Linked DNA regions of Triticum aestivum: all the other regions are linked to region 3. A link is a contact called in public Hi-C data. All regions are on one chromosome and are shown on one strand. Each heading gives the region's core, a stretch centred on a gene start, on an enhancer-like site or on the middle of the called end of the contact. The rest is flanking DNA. Distances are from core to core; before and after follow the strand shown.

The links. A called contact is a pair of places that touch in the nucleus more often than the background predicts.
Region 1: a Hi-C map of leaf shows a contact between it and region 3, with 8 times the contacts expected there. The contact joins the enhancer-like site here to the promoter of LOC123132933 in region 3. A contact is called at or near these places in 2 of 5 Hi-C or Micro-C datasets (both in leaf) and 1 of 1 datasets of contacts at active chromatin or transcription factors (leaf).
Region 2: a contact with region 3 is called in a Hi-C map of leaf, with 5 times the contacts expected there. The contact joins the enhancer-like site here to the promoter of LOC123132933 in region 3. A contact is called at or near these places in 3 of 5 Hi-C or Micro-C datasets (all in leaf) and 1 of 1 datasets of contacts at active chromatin or transcription factors (leaf).

The regions. Positions count from the first base shown.
Region 1 is chr1B:480,456,131-480,460,664 of IWGSC CS RefSeq v2.1, forward strand. LOC123132949 (F-box/FBD/LRR-repeat protein At1g13570) reads right to left here. Exons shown (of 7, transcript XM_044552672.1): 7 at 4,315-4,534. Among protein-coding and RNA genes, the nearest start is that of LOC123132949, 7.3 kb to the right of the region's middle. Within about 2 kb of position 2,796, at least 8 of the 8 cell types and tissues checked have an H3K27ac peak or open chromatin away from gene starts, as enhancers often do. A contact at or near this core is called in leaf, where this site is marked.
Region 2 is chr1B:480,073,250-480,077,462 of IWGSC CS RefSeq v2.1, forward strand. No RefSeq gene overlaps it. Among protein-coding and RNA genes, the nearest start is that of LOC123132917, 8.3 kb to the left of the region's middle. Within about 2 kb of position 2,177, at least 3 of the 8 cell types and tissues checked have an H3K27ac peak or open chromatin away from gene starts, as enhancers often do. A contact at or near this core is called in leaf, where this site is marked.
Region 3 is chr1B:480,320,164-480,324,429 of IWGSC CS RefSeq v2.1, forward strand. It overlaps LOC123132933 (probable mediator of RNA polymerase II transcription subunit 26b), which reads right to left and starts at 2,844. Exons shown (of 9, transcript XM_044552549.1): 1 at 1,731-2,844; 2 at 1,561-1,629; 3 at 1,397-1,479; 4 at 1,080-1,135; 5 at 826-953; 6 at 696-723; 7 at 228-607; 8 at 7-148. The coding sequence starts at 2,336.

The sequences.
Region 1 (4,534 bases), core at 1,546-4,045, 140 kb after region 3:
TCGTGAAGTCATTGCTTGCCTGCCTGATCCATTTGACTTCACTGTGTGAAGACATATAACTGTTTGGCTTCATACTGTCTTCCATTCTAATCTTGTCTACCTAGCCATTGTTAGTCTTCGTGCTTTCACTGAACTGCTTGCTTGACTATTGCTTGCCTAGTGTAGTTTACATTCCGCTGCATATCATATAGGTTCTGATTACATATTTGTCTTCAAAGCCCTCGTGTTTTGAAGACTTTCATAAAAATCGCCTATTCACCCCCCTCTAGTCGATAACTAGCACTTTCACTCCTTTTCAGCAAAACAGATGAAATTCATGCAAACACGTCCGGATTTCATACAAAGCTGACGAATTTCATAAACACACGACATATTTAATTACATTTCAAACATTTAGAATAAAAAAAGACCCACCCCTAAACCTATCCTACGGCGGCAGTGGCCGGCGTCCAAGCCCATGTCGTCCTCCTTTCCACCGTCTCCATGAGCAGCGACTATAAGACCGATGAAGTGAAGGTACGGTCTCTGCGAGGAAGAGTAGAAAACGGGAGACGGACCAGGCCATATGGGACACCAGGCCCCCGTCGCCTCCTGTGGTCTACTCATCCTCAGAGGAGTCCACGCCTTGTCCGTCATCGGTGGACGTGAGGTCCACGAGCAAAATGGTGACACCGATGCTGTTGTCGTCTCACCGAGCCGACTAATGGTTCGTCGGTGGCGCGTAGGAGGCGCAGGTGGCATATTCTCCTTTGCGATCGCTTGGAGCTGCACCTCCGCGGCTGCCGCTTCCAGGCGAGCGGCGACTTGAGCGCAGACGACATCGTAGATGGCACGCTGCTTCATGACGAAATTTGGGTTCACCACGGCCTCGTCGCTCGCACGCTCGCCGTAGATCTGGCCCTCCGCCAGCCGGTGCTGCTCGAGGAAGAACAAGTTGTATCGTTGTTCCTCCTGCGTCTGCTGGAACACTGACAAAGGCGTCGGCGCAGGCTGCACCTCCGTCATGGTGGCGTTAAAGTGCGCATGCGCCTGCTCCATGGTGAAGCCAGCCTGCACAAGAGGCGTGGGAGCCGGGGTAGAGTCGTCGGAGTCCGTCTCGATCATGGTGTTGTTCTCGTCGTCGCAGACCTCGGGCGAGCTTGCCGGCAAGCCGGCCTCAATCCGCTTGGAACGGTGGCTATGCCTAGCGGCGGCAAAAGCAGCCACCGCATGTTTCATCTCCGACTACAGACTGACCCACAGTGCTTTCCCGCTGGCGGCCATGGCGGATGCAGTGCAAGGGAGGAGGATGTGGCGGGGCTTGTATTGTGATGTGCAGTTAGCCGGGCGTGGCCGCCTTTATGTAGCGGATTCCGGTGTGGCGAGGCGTCTAGGTGCGTCAATGCACAGTGCTGGAGTGGGTTTCTCGGCCGACGAGCTTGCTTAATGACGGCATACGGACGAACGACATTGAACGGGCGTGGTAGATATCTGTTCCATCCTGTCCAAGCACGTGTCATCCGACGTTGAATGACTTCTGCGGTCTGAACGGTTGCGGGAAGTTTAGAGGTCCTCCTTAAAGTTGCCCTAACGAATGCTCTCTTCTCAGTGTTGTATCATGTAGTTTGTGTCAGGTCGGGTGATGCTTGTGTGTGGTGACCGTCACGTGGGTGATTGTACCTATTTTTTTCGTTAATTAATCAGACATGATTTTTCGCTAACGTCAAAAAACGTCTTACATTATGTGGTGGAAGGAGTAAATTTCTTTTACATCTGAATCCTTTGTAGCTAATGAGACGGGGCAAAATATTTTTTTTTGTTTGAAATAGGGCAAAATCGTTTGTGGTGACAGATAAATGGGTTGGTAGACTCGCGGCAGAGTGTGAGCTAACCAGCAGTGAAGTCGGGTAAAGTAGCACACCAAATCTCTTGCTGCAACCGCACGCCCAAGATTTGACTATGGACCAAACATTTCCTTGTTCCTTTTTCAAGATGGAAACATGTTCGTGTTGAGCGCTTTCATATAAAACTATAAGGAAAGTCAGACCAAACATCTTTTTTCTATTCCTATGTTTTGAAAATCCCGTGAATCAAAGAGGCTCTAAATGGGTTGCTAGGCTCGCGGCAGAGTGAGCTAACCAGCAGTGAAGTCAAGTAAAGCAGCACACGAACTCTCTTCCTGCAACCGCACGCCCAAACTCATATGACCAAGATTTGAATATGGACCAAACATCTCCCTCTTCCTTTTCTTCAAGATTGAAACATGTTCTTATGGAGCGCTTTCATAAAACTAGAAGCAAAGTCAGACCAAAATCCAGTGCCACACAAGGCTCACACTTACGCTCATACGGCGACATCATGTCGTAATCCAACTCGAAGAGCGGCATGTGTAACAAACGCCGATTATCAGTTAGTAATCTTGCACAGATCAGGACACATGCGTCGTAGTAGTACCAGCAGAACCGTGTAGAGGGGGGAGCGCATGTGTTTCACCTGCTCGTAGCCCAAAGGATAAACAAAAAATAAGTATACTCGTACAGAAAGAGGACGAAGCAGCAGGGGCCAGGGAGGCGACGAGTGGACCACGGCCAGGGAGGCCAGGCCCAGCCACGTGAGAGCCCGGAAAGCGGAGGCGAAGCACGCGGGAAAGAGCGGAAATTTTGTTGCGACGCCGGGCGGGCGAGTCGTGCCGCGCCTCGTGCGTACGCGGGCGGCGGGGGATACGGTTTTCGATCTCTCTTTTCGATTCCGCCCCCGCGCGCGGGCCAGGCCAAACCCGCGAAACCGCGGCGCGGTGACCTCAGGCACGAGGACGCTGCCACTGCTCTGAACGGCGGCAGGGTCATGAACACGCGTACTGCTGCTAGTGCTTGCCCAGTACAGCTTCGCATGCCCAGCAGCTTCTTCCCCCGGTGGCAGTACACCGAATTTAGCGCCATGTTTATCTCGTCGCGGTTTGAATTTCTCATGAGCTTCACTCCCTCCCACGCCCCATCTCTTGACCCAAGGTTCCAAACAACCTAGAGTGTTTGCTTGAATTTTGACAGTGATTTCTGCAGTATTTTTTCGCATGCCAATCTGAACAGCTGAACTGCTGAAGATAGTACTTCCTGGAGCTATCACGGGCAGCTGGTTGCTGTAGGATAAAATTGACATCTACTATTGTTTTCTGGGGCAAGCAGATTGACACCTACTCGGTCTTGTCTCCAATTTGGAACGACTAGTTTCCAATCTGGCAGCCGACAATGTCTACTACACACCCACGTCATTTCTTCACGCACTTGGTCTCAGGACCCGGCGCCCGCAGAATTATTTTATCACGATTTCGCTAACCGCTTCTAAAAAGACGACTCATCATGACAATTAACTACTCAACCAACTGCTCATAACCATAAGCTATCTTCCTTTACCAACTATTAATACAGTGTTTGCCAATCATGCGTTGGTCAGCTTGAAATGCAAATTTTTTTGCCCATTCCACTTGGAACATTTCCTGCTGTACAAACAAGTAGTACTACAGGTTGAAATAATTATCACAACAACCAAAAAACGCTAATATGGTACTATTTCCTCAAAAAAAAAAACTCTAATATGGCACTATAATGTTTTTTTGTGTGTACAGAAATCAACTTGATTCTGTCAATGCTTTGCACTTCTGTAGCAAACAGTAGTGCTTAAGGTTTACAGCTCATGCCTTACGAGATCACACTGAACCATAGAAGTGGGGACATCCAAGTTCCAACCGCGGTTTGCTGACTGTTGCCAAGTCTCGTCTTGTTGCTTTGGAGACTGGACTCGATCCTATCCTTGAGAAAACAGTTTTATTTTAAGGGCAGCAAAGTTGACTGCAACAATTAGCAAAGCTGACCTTCTGAACTCTTAAGACAAACAACTGGAGTCAATGAGTCGAACTTATGTACTTCCTCCGTCCGGAAATACTTGTCATTGAAATAGATGTATCTAGATGTATTTTAGTTCTAGATACATCCATTTTCATTCATTTTGATGACAATTATTTTCGGACGGAGGGAGTAGATCAAAGCGCACGCTATAATTCACTACGCGTTATAAGGCGTGCAAAAATAGTCAGGTCAAATAGGTTAGGTAAAAAATATCTCGGGTTAAGCAGATGGTCCTCCTTTTGCTCATTACCGCAGACCCAATGTAAACAAACTGAACTTGACAGATGACACCCGACTGAAGAACTTCTAGTACGACCCAAGGCGGTCAAAAAAAGAGATAGTGGTGCGTCAGGTGGAAATTTCTGCATTCTCAAATGGCGCAAACAGTTGAAAACAGAACGACCGCGAGCTAGTAAAGTACACCCTCTGGTACTAAATGTAAGACGTTTTCGCAGATCAATATGAACTGCCAAACATTTTATTTCTGAACTTTGACACAACAAGTAAGCAACTCCTGAGGCAACACTGTTTTCCACAGGAACACGGGGTAACTTCAACATCAAATTATGGGGATAAGCTCGTTCAAAAAAAAATTATGGGGATAACTTATGCTTGTACACCCTAAACTTCAGAGCTTGTGCCTTACAAGATCG
Region 2 (4,213 bases), core at 927-3,426, 250 kb before region 3:
AAGAGGCGTCGCCCCGCGACCCCCGCGTCGCCTAGCTCTGGCGACACGGGGGTAGAAACCATAGCGCCGCCACAGTCCCCGCCCCCTTCCCCACCTGTCTCGCCGCCGCCAGAGGGCGTCCGCCGGCGAAGCCCGGGCCGGCCCCGAGGAAGGCAGCGGCAGGGCGCTATCCCTGGCCAGTCTGGCGCGTCGAGAGGGGAGATCCGCCGGCGCCCTCTGGAGCCTGGGATCTGTGCGCCTGGCTGCGTGCTCGTCCAACGCCTGGTGCGCGTGCCCTTGGCTGCGCGTCGATGGGGTTGGGCGCGGCCACGGCTGCGGGGATGCCCCGGGATGGTGGCGGCGGGGACCGCTCCCTTTCGGTGGTGTCCGGATCTGAGGCGGCGGCCTCGCTGGTGCGGACGGCGCTCCCCGGCGGCGGGAGTGTTCGTCGGTGAGGTAGGCTGGTTCCCCTCGGCTGCGCGGGCAGCGAGGTCCCGGTGGGCGCAGGTCTTGGCGCTTGGAGGCCCCGGGCTCCCCGGGTCAGATCGGAGGTGATCCTGGTCCGCTCGTGATGCATGACCTCCGGCCGGCCTGGATCTCCGGCGTACTAGCGCCGGCGGATGTGGTGGCTGGCTCGGAGGTGGCGGCAGGGTGCTTGGCCGGGGGAAACCCTTGGCCGCCGGTGGCGGTCACGGCGTCGATGGCGTCCCGGACGCCATTCCCTCCTTGGTGGCGGCGCCGAGGCTAAACATCCCCTGCCTCCCCCTTCCCCTGCGCCCGGGTGAAAACCCTAGCCCCGGTGGCTAAGCGGCGGCGGCGCCACAGCGTCGTCACCTTCTTGAAGGCCCCGACTTGGGCATGGGGATGCTGGGTGTGTATTGCGAGCTTGTCTGGTTCCTGGTGGCGGCCCTTCCGGCCGTGTCTCCGATGGGGACCTCGCCCTTCCTCACCCTGTACATGCCGTGGTGGAGCGGTACTTCATCTCATTCATTGATGGCGGCGAGGATCGGCGGCATGGCGCTGTGGAGGCTCGCCGCCCGATGCACGGAGATGGACTCGCGCAGGAGGAGGTTGTTGTCTGGCGTCATGGTGACGTCGATGGCAGAGTGGCCAGACAAGGTAGAAGCCTCAATATGATCTGAAGACGGACCTGCGGAAGATGGTGGCGACGACACACGAGTGCGTCTGACCGGATTGTGCCCCAGACCCGGTATGTGGCTCGGCTGGGGCTTCCGAATATGTTTCGGTTTCCGGCTTTTTGATGTTAGACTTAGGTGAGTGGTTTGAGTAGTGGCCCAGCTAACACCCCTTCATCACTTTGGATAGGAGTAGTGGCATGTGTTGCCAAGATGGTGGATTCAGGCTTATTGTTGTAAAACTTTGTAAGGTCCTCGAGAATAATCAATAAAATGACCGTATGCATCTACCAGATGCAGAGGTCGGGGATCATCCTCCTTTTCTAAAAAAAAAGAGGCGTCGCCCAACAACCTCCTCCCCCTCCTCCGTCCACACAATTATCGCCACTAGCTTGGGGCCTAGGAACTTGAAAAACTCGCAATTAGCTTTTTTGATTGGTTGAGTCGACTACCCCCCCCCCCCCCCCCCCCCCCCCAAAAAAAAAGGCCGAGTGGACTACAAACCTAGTAATTTTTCTTTCTTCTGTGCAAAGCTAGTAGCACTACTCGTCCCAAGCAAAAAGGGTCACTGTCGGGGCGAAAGCTAATTGCGAGTTGTGAAATGCGATTTGGACAATGGCGGTCACGTGGGAAAAAGCTTGCTTTCACAGTTCAGTGCTCTAGCCACTCGTCCTACTCATCACTCTTGTACGCATGGGGGGCAGGGCCGGGCCGTCCATGCCATCTTCTACCATGGTCTTCCCTTTGGTTCAGACTTCAGAATCAGAGGCATCAGATATTCAGATACAGAGATACTATGCAGTACTAGTTGCACATATTACGTCTACCTGAACCTGACGCAACTAAACTCGGACAATTCTGTCTGGCCAGTGGCCGTAGATATCTCGAATCAGAGGCTCGGTCCAGCCGTCACCTACTTATGCTAAGCTATGCATTAGGTGTCCCGTCGTCGCAAACAAGCTCTCTCGCATGGTGTGTCACCTCACCTACCACCATGAGAGGAGAGTGGAGAGCGACCCGAAGAATACAGAGAAGGACGGACGGATAGGGGAGATGCACAGGGATGACAAGTCGTAGAGGCAACCAAACCAACCAGGTGGCGGACGTGGGCAGTGGCACAGCGCGGGTAGACCACCGGCAGCGCACCCAAAAAACATGTACCCCAGACCGAGCCGCAAGTCGGCTTGCCGCGTTCACATTGCGATTTGGATTTGGATTCGGGCGCCCGACTAGCTAGCTGGCTAGCTGACCGGGTCCAGGAAGCGGCCACGGGGCGGCCTCCGCTGGGCCTGGCTACAGGCTACTAGTACGGTCCTGCTGCACGGCACGCACGTCTCGGCGTTTGCAAGGGATCTAAACTCGTCAATTAAACAAAAATAATTGCCCGGTCGATCGATGAATAACCGAACGAAAACACTGAAGCATGAACCCGCACGACCACACAGACAGAAATCAATAAACTTCTAATGGCATTTCCAACATTGATCTGCAAATTTTCTTCGGTATCCGTCTGCTAACAGAATGACCAATCAGTGGATACCAATGCAGAAACCGACCATCTAATACTGCCAGCATATAGCCGACTTCCATTTTTTCAAAGTCTGTATGTTAAAATAGCCACGTACATAGTCTAAAATAGTTCAAATTCAACCGTAGTTCTAATTATAAAAGTACACTCCAACAATATTGTCCCCTTGGCCCCTTGATCGCTCACAGATGCTCAATCAGATCTTCCTCCATTGCTCGTGAGTTGCTTGATGCCAAATCTATTGATGCATTTGACCAAACTTTTTAAATGTGGCCGGATTTTGATTGGGAAGTTCGATAGGATCACCCATATATTCAAATTCAAGACCCGTGGCTACATTCTCAACCTCATCCTCCGCGATCATGTTGTGCATGATCACACAATAGGTCATCACCTTCCACAACGTCATCGGATCCCATTGTTTAGCGGGTCCACAAGCAACTTCAAAACGTGCCTGCAGAACTCCAAAAGCCCTCTCACCATTCTTTCTAACCGCTTCTTGTCTTTGGGCAAAGTAAGACTTTTTCTGACCAACTGGGTTAGAAATGTTGTTCACATAGGTAGCCAAGGAGGATAAATACCGTCAACCAGATAGTATCTGACGCGGAGCGTCCTACATACATCATCATGTCAAGAGTCCGTTTGACAAGTGACACGTGCGGCATCTACTTCACATACAAAGAGGCGAATCATCTCCTTTACTGGTGCTCACTCGACCCCTTCGAGGATGGTATACTACTTGACACTCCCTCTCGTGTGTATGCATAGGTATTGTCGAAACTTCACGGATGTCGAGGAGGAGTGCGAGCGCCAAGGAACAGCTACACAATCCGCGAGGGAAGCATGGAAGCGGAGACGGAATGTAATGCGCGAGTAATTAAGCTACAATAATCCTTTGTGAATGAGGCCACATCACCACTGTTACTGTTGCTAATCTCGCTTATATTCAAATCGGTTCGAATTTAAATTTAAATTAAAGTCCAAAAACAGAAGTTTTCAAATGCCAAAACTAAAATGTACAAACAATTCATAAGTATTATTGGTGAAGAGACCAAGGTTTTATTAAATGTTTAAGTGCTCAAAATTGATTAAAGTAGTGTCTTAAACAATTAGATACCCTTTATAATTTAAAAAATATCAGACTATTTTAATTACGAGTGAAACCTTTTGTGGCTATGGGTTATTTTGTAACTCAAATTCTGGAGCTAGTTGTATGTTTTAGCACAACTATTTTGCTTACTAAAATAATGGAAACAGGTTGTAATAAAGATAAAAACAAAAAAATATAAAGAAAAAGAAAACAACGCACCCCCAGTCCACCTGGGCCTTGGCCCACTACACCGGCCTAGCCCACCTCCACTTCACCCCCTCCTCTGTACAGGAGATGGGGGGGGGGATCGTGGCACACATCCACGGCCATGGCAGTGGCCATGGTTTGTGTGGCGGCCATCGGCCGCGCCCTCCCCCTACAAAACCTCTCCGAGGCTGAAACCTGTAGGATCAAAAGTAAGTCTAGAGGGGGGGGGTTGATTAGACTACTGGATCAAATAAAAATTTAGCCTTTTCCCAA
Region 3 (4,266 bases), core at 1,594-4,093:
ACGAACCATTTTCAGCTTCTTGGTAACGTTCCTGGAGCCTACGCTTGGCTGCTTCCAACCTTACGTTGCTTTCCAAGCCATCCTGGGTCTTTGGCCTTGCCGACTCTAACCTGACTCCTGATGAAGGCTGTGCACGAAGCCTTGATTTCTGGAGTCAAAGGATAGATATAAGTCACGAGATCTTAAGCATCATCATAGCTTAAGTCTCAGTAACATGTGATACTTACATCCACATGACCCATTGTAGGTTTTCTTTCGACACCGAAGTGTTCCTGGGTCTGTTTGTACTTCATCTCACCGATGGGCTTCTGTTGAGTAGCTGCCTTCATTGGTCTCATAGATCCAGAATCAGAACTCAGGGGCCTGGATTGCTTGTTGAGCATGCCTTGGGGCTTGGCTTGCAAATTTGAACCTTGAGGTCTTTGCTGGTTTGTATGCCTCATTGGTGGTTCTTGCCTTGTCAATTCTGGCCTCCGGAACTGATCTCTTTCAACAGTTCCAACAGGTCGAGTAAGTTCTGGTTTTGACACAGTTGAATGGTTTGCAGGCCTCCTGCCATTGTTTTCCCTCTTGTTTCCAATGCGAGCATCATTGTTGTGTCTCAAGTCTGTCATAATATAATGTTAGTTATCACACAATCTATGGAGTGCTAGCATAGCAAGGGAAAACTAAGCAATTTGGGTGGTTGTACTCACTTCCATCTTCATCCATTTCGTCAAAGAACTTCAGGTTGCAAAGGCGAACAGGCAAAGTAACAATGGAAGTTAATTAGCTTATTGTTCAGCACTAAAACAATTCAGATAGCAAGAGTGGATATATTAGTACCTCAGAGAGTTGAATGGCAGTAGTCTCAGGTGCAAAGAATGCTCCTTCATCCAAAGGTGGAGAAGGAAGGCCTTCTTCTTCATCATCATCATCCACAACAGAAGGGTTTGAAGTTCCTGGGGAGTTGTCTACAGGTAAAAGCAGCAATAATATAGTAAGCTAAGAGGCTTGCAACTGAGCATTCATTCACTCAGAATTAACTCTGAAACTGATGGATGAAATAATGTAACATTGAACAAATTCAGATCCTTTACCTGCAAGGGCAACGTTGGTAGTACTGACCCACTCATCAACCAAAATTTTCCAATCCCTGGAAACACAAAAGGTAACTGAAGATGTCAACAATAGTTTACAAGATTGCTTTGGACTCATGCTAACAAGGTAATTTTCTCATTTTTCTTTGGGATGGTGAACAAAGGTAAATGGTGACTATGTAGCAGTGCAGATGGACTGGTACTAGTCAAAAAAAAAATCAGAACATGAGAGAAGTAATTTGCCTCACTGAACTCTTCAAATTCAAGCATGAACTAGTTCTATAAAGCCAAACTAGATAAAAGTTCATGAAGCTTACTGAATGAGAGCCAGCGCGAGGTGACGAATCTGCTGCGAGCTGTGCTTCCGAAGGCCATTAACAGCCCTCCCAATCTCAGTAGCCTACGATGAACAGCCCCAAAGATAAGCAAACCAAATAGCAACAAAACCAGATATCTCATATGTGGTATGCAAAATAGGTACCCTAAGCGTGGAGACGGACAATTGCATCAGCTGCAGCCTCCTAAGTGAGTCGAACAGAGTAGCATCCGACTGCAAGACACCGTTTGTGTTTTAGTTCAGAATCAATGCTAAGTGCTCACTGGAGTAGACAAATAACAGGTTTGGCAATGAACACAGATAGGAGTCCATACATGGTCTTGCTTGTGCAGGAGGAGCTCCTTGATGCGGAGGACCTCCCCAACGATCTGCGACTCCTCATCGATCTCGTTGGTGAGGGCCTCCAGCTCCTCAGCCTCCGGGTCGTCGTCTTCAGCGTGGTGGTCCTCCTCCGCCGGTGCGGCCGCGTCCTGCTCCTCCTCCTCCTCCTCGTCGTCGTTGTCGTCATCATAGTTGTGGCCGTAGTTGCTGGCGGCGGCGCGGCGGAGGCGCTCGTCGTCCTCCGAGTCGGAGTCTTCATCCTCGCTGATGCCGCCGCCGAGCGCCCCACCCCCGGGCGCGCCGAGGCTGCTGCTATCGACCTTGGACTCCTTCTCGGGGACGCGGCGCACGCTGCCCTTGTCCTCCGCGACGGCGGGCGTGGCGGGGGGGACGGAGCCGGTGCTGGCGGTGCAGCCGTGGCAGGAGGGGCGGGCGAGGAGCGCGTTGAAGAGGCGCTCGGCTATGCGGTCGCGGCGGCGCAGGAACTCCTGCGGCTCGTCGGCGGCGGCGACGAGGATGGCCTTCTCGATGGTCTCGCAGATGCTGACGCCGGCGCCCCGGAAGAAGCCGCGCCACCGGTCGAGCCCGTCGTCGGCCATCGCCCCCGAGATCGCGACCCCGACAGACGGGAACAAACAGCTAGCACTACTAGAAGAACCGATGCTCCGCCGATTACCTCGGGCGGGTTCCTTGCGAAATTATTACTACGCCGCGGCCGAGAATCTAATCCCAGCCCCCGATCGCGAATCCGATGCCCCCCGGAATCCGCCGATCGTGAAAGCGAAATTCGCCAAAAAAATCAAATCGACGAACGGGGCGAGCGAGCAGAAAACGAATCGGGCCGAAACGAATCGAGGAAACCGAGTCGAGTTGGGTTGTGTTTCCCTTCGTTGGTTGCTTGGCCCCCAAGTGCCGGTTTCCTTGCGGATTTCTGCGGCGGCAGGAAGAACCTTACCAAATCCTATCTGGCCCTTGCGGAAAGGGGGAGGTAGGGTGGGGTAGGGCTGGGCGTGGGAGGGGTAGGAGGAAGAAGACGGTGCGGCTCGGCTGGGCTGGGGGGAGAAGGCGAGGCTCGCGAGGGCGATGCAAACACCAGGAAGGGTCGGGGCGGAGATGGGGACGGGGCGGGGCGGGTGGATAGGGACGCGGATGGCAGGGTACGCTACGCGACCCGAGCCCACGAGGACTACGAGCACCGGCACGCACGCACGCACAGCGCAGCTAACTGAACAAGAGCTACTCCCGCCCCGTGGGCCCAAAAGGCCAAAATACGCGCGGTAAAACAAACCGGGTCGCGTCACCGGTTCGCTTCGCTTCGCTTCTTTTCCTTCGGCAAGCGCGATCCCTCCTTTTCCTTCTGCAGGAGCGGGGCGACGCGGCGGCCTCGTGGTGGCTTCTTTGGTTTGACCCCCCCGAGTCGACATGCACTCTCTTTCTCCCGCCTCCCCTCACCTCCCCTGGTTTTGTTTAGCAGTATAGTTTGGTACTGGCATTAACTACTTCGATCGCTGCCCATGATTTACTCCATTATTATCGGCAGTGCCAATTGATTGGCTAATTTCCTTCTCATCTCACCAGATATCCCTCCAGATCAATCAAACATAAATGTTCACTACTCCATTACTGAAATGATTTTGGTTTGGGGCAGTGGTTCTTTTCGAATCGAAATAAACCTATGATAGCAACATCCTGGACCCCACCACGGGTCCGTGAAAGCTCGGTTACCTTCTGTAGACTCTAGTGTAGTTTTCTCTTTTAGCTGCAGCAGGGGTGGCTCGTTGCGGTTAACGCCCTTGGCTCAGCTCCAGCGGTTGCTTCCAAAATGGCCCAGGCAACCGTATCCCCGGGTTGTTCCAGCCAGGGATTCTCGACGCGCAAGTGGCATGTGTTTCTTGCTTCCTTTCGGAAGGAATATGTGGCTCTTGCCATCTCTAGCTCAGCTCGGTGCACCACAGACTTTTCACTACTTCAGTTGTGAGCTTGTGGCTGCCTCTCCTCTGGGGCAAACTGCACGGCAAGAGCAGAAAAACGGTGCGTAGTAAACGTGGTTAGTCATGAGTTGAGGTATTTTTTTCATAGGCTATATTTTTCTTCCTCTGTTTTTTTTACAAGGTACTCCCTCCGTAAAGAAAGATAAAAGCGTTTAGATCACTACTGTACAGAGAGATTGATTTTTCCTTCTTCCTCTATGAATGAGAAGACTGCCAACTCTCCGGTGTACTCTCCAAGAAAATAACCCACCGTAGAATAAAGTAGGAAAATAAATCATGTTTAAGCATATCAAAGTTGTATTGTGTTTGTTTGGCATGTCAAACTGAATACGTTTTTTTAACTGCAAATTGTACAACGTTGGTGCAAAAACTTGTGAATTCATTCGGAACTCCTCAGCGATTGGTTGTTTTCGAGTTTCAACAACACTCGGCTACCTCAATGACCAAGAAGATTCGGTTAATTCAATGAAAATCGGGCAAACGTAATCAGGGGCGTAGCAAGGTCTAGGTTGCTCGGGTCGTGGCTTACAAAATGTTC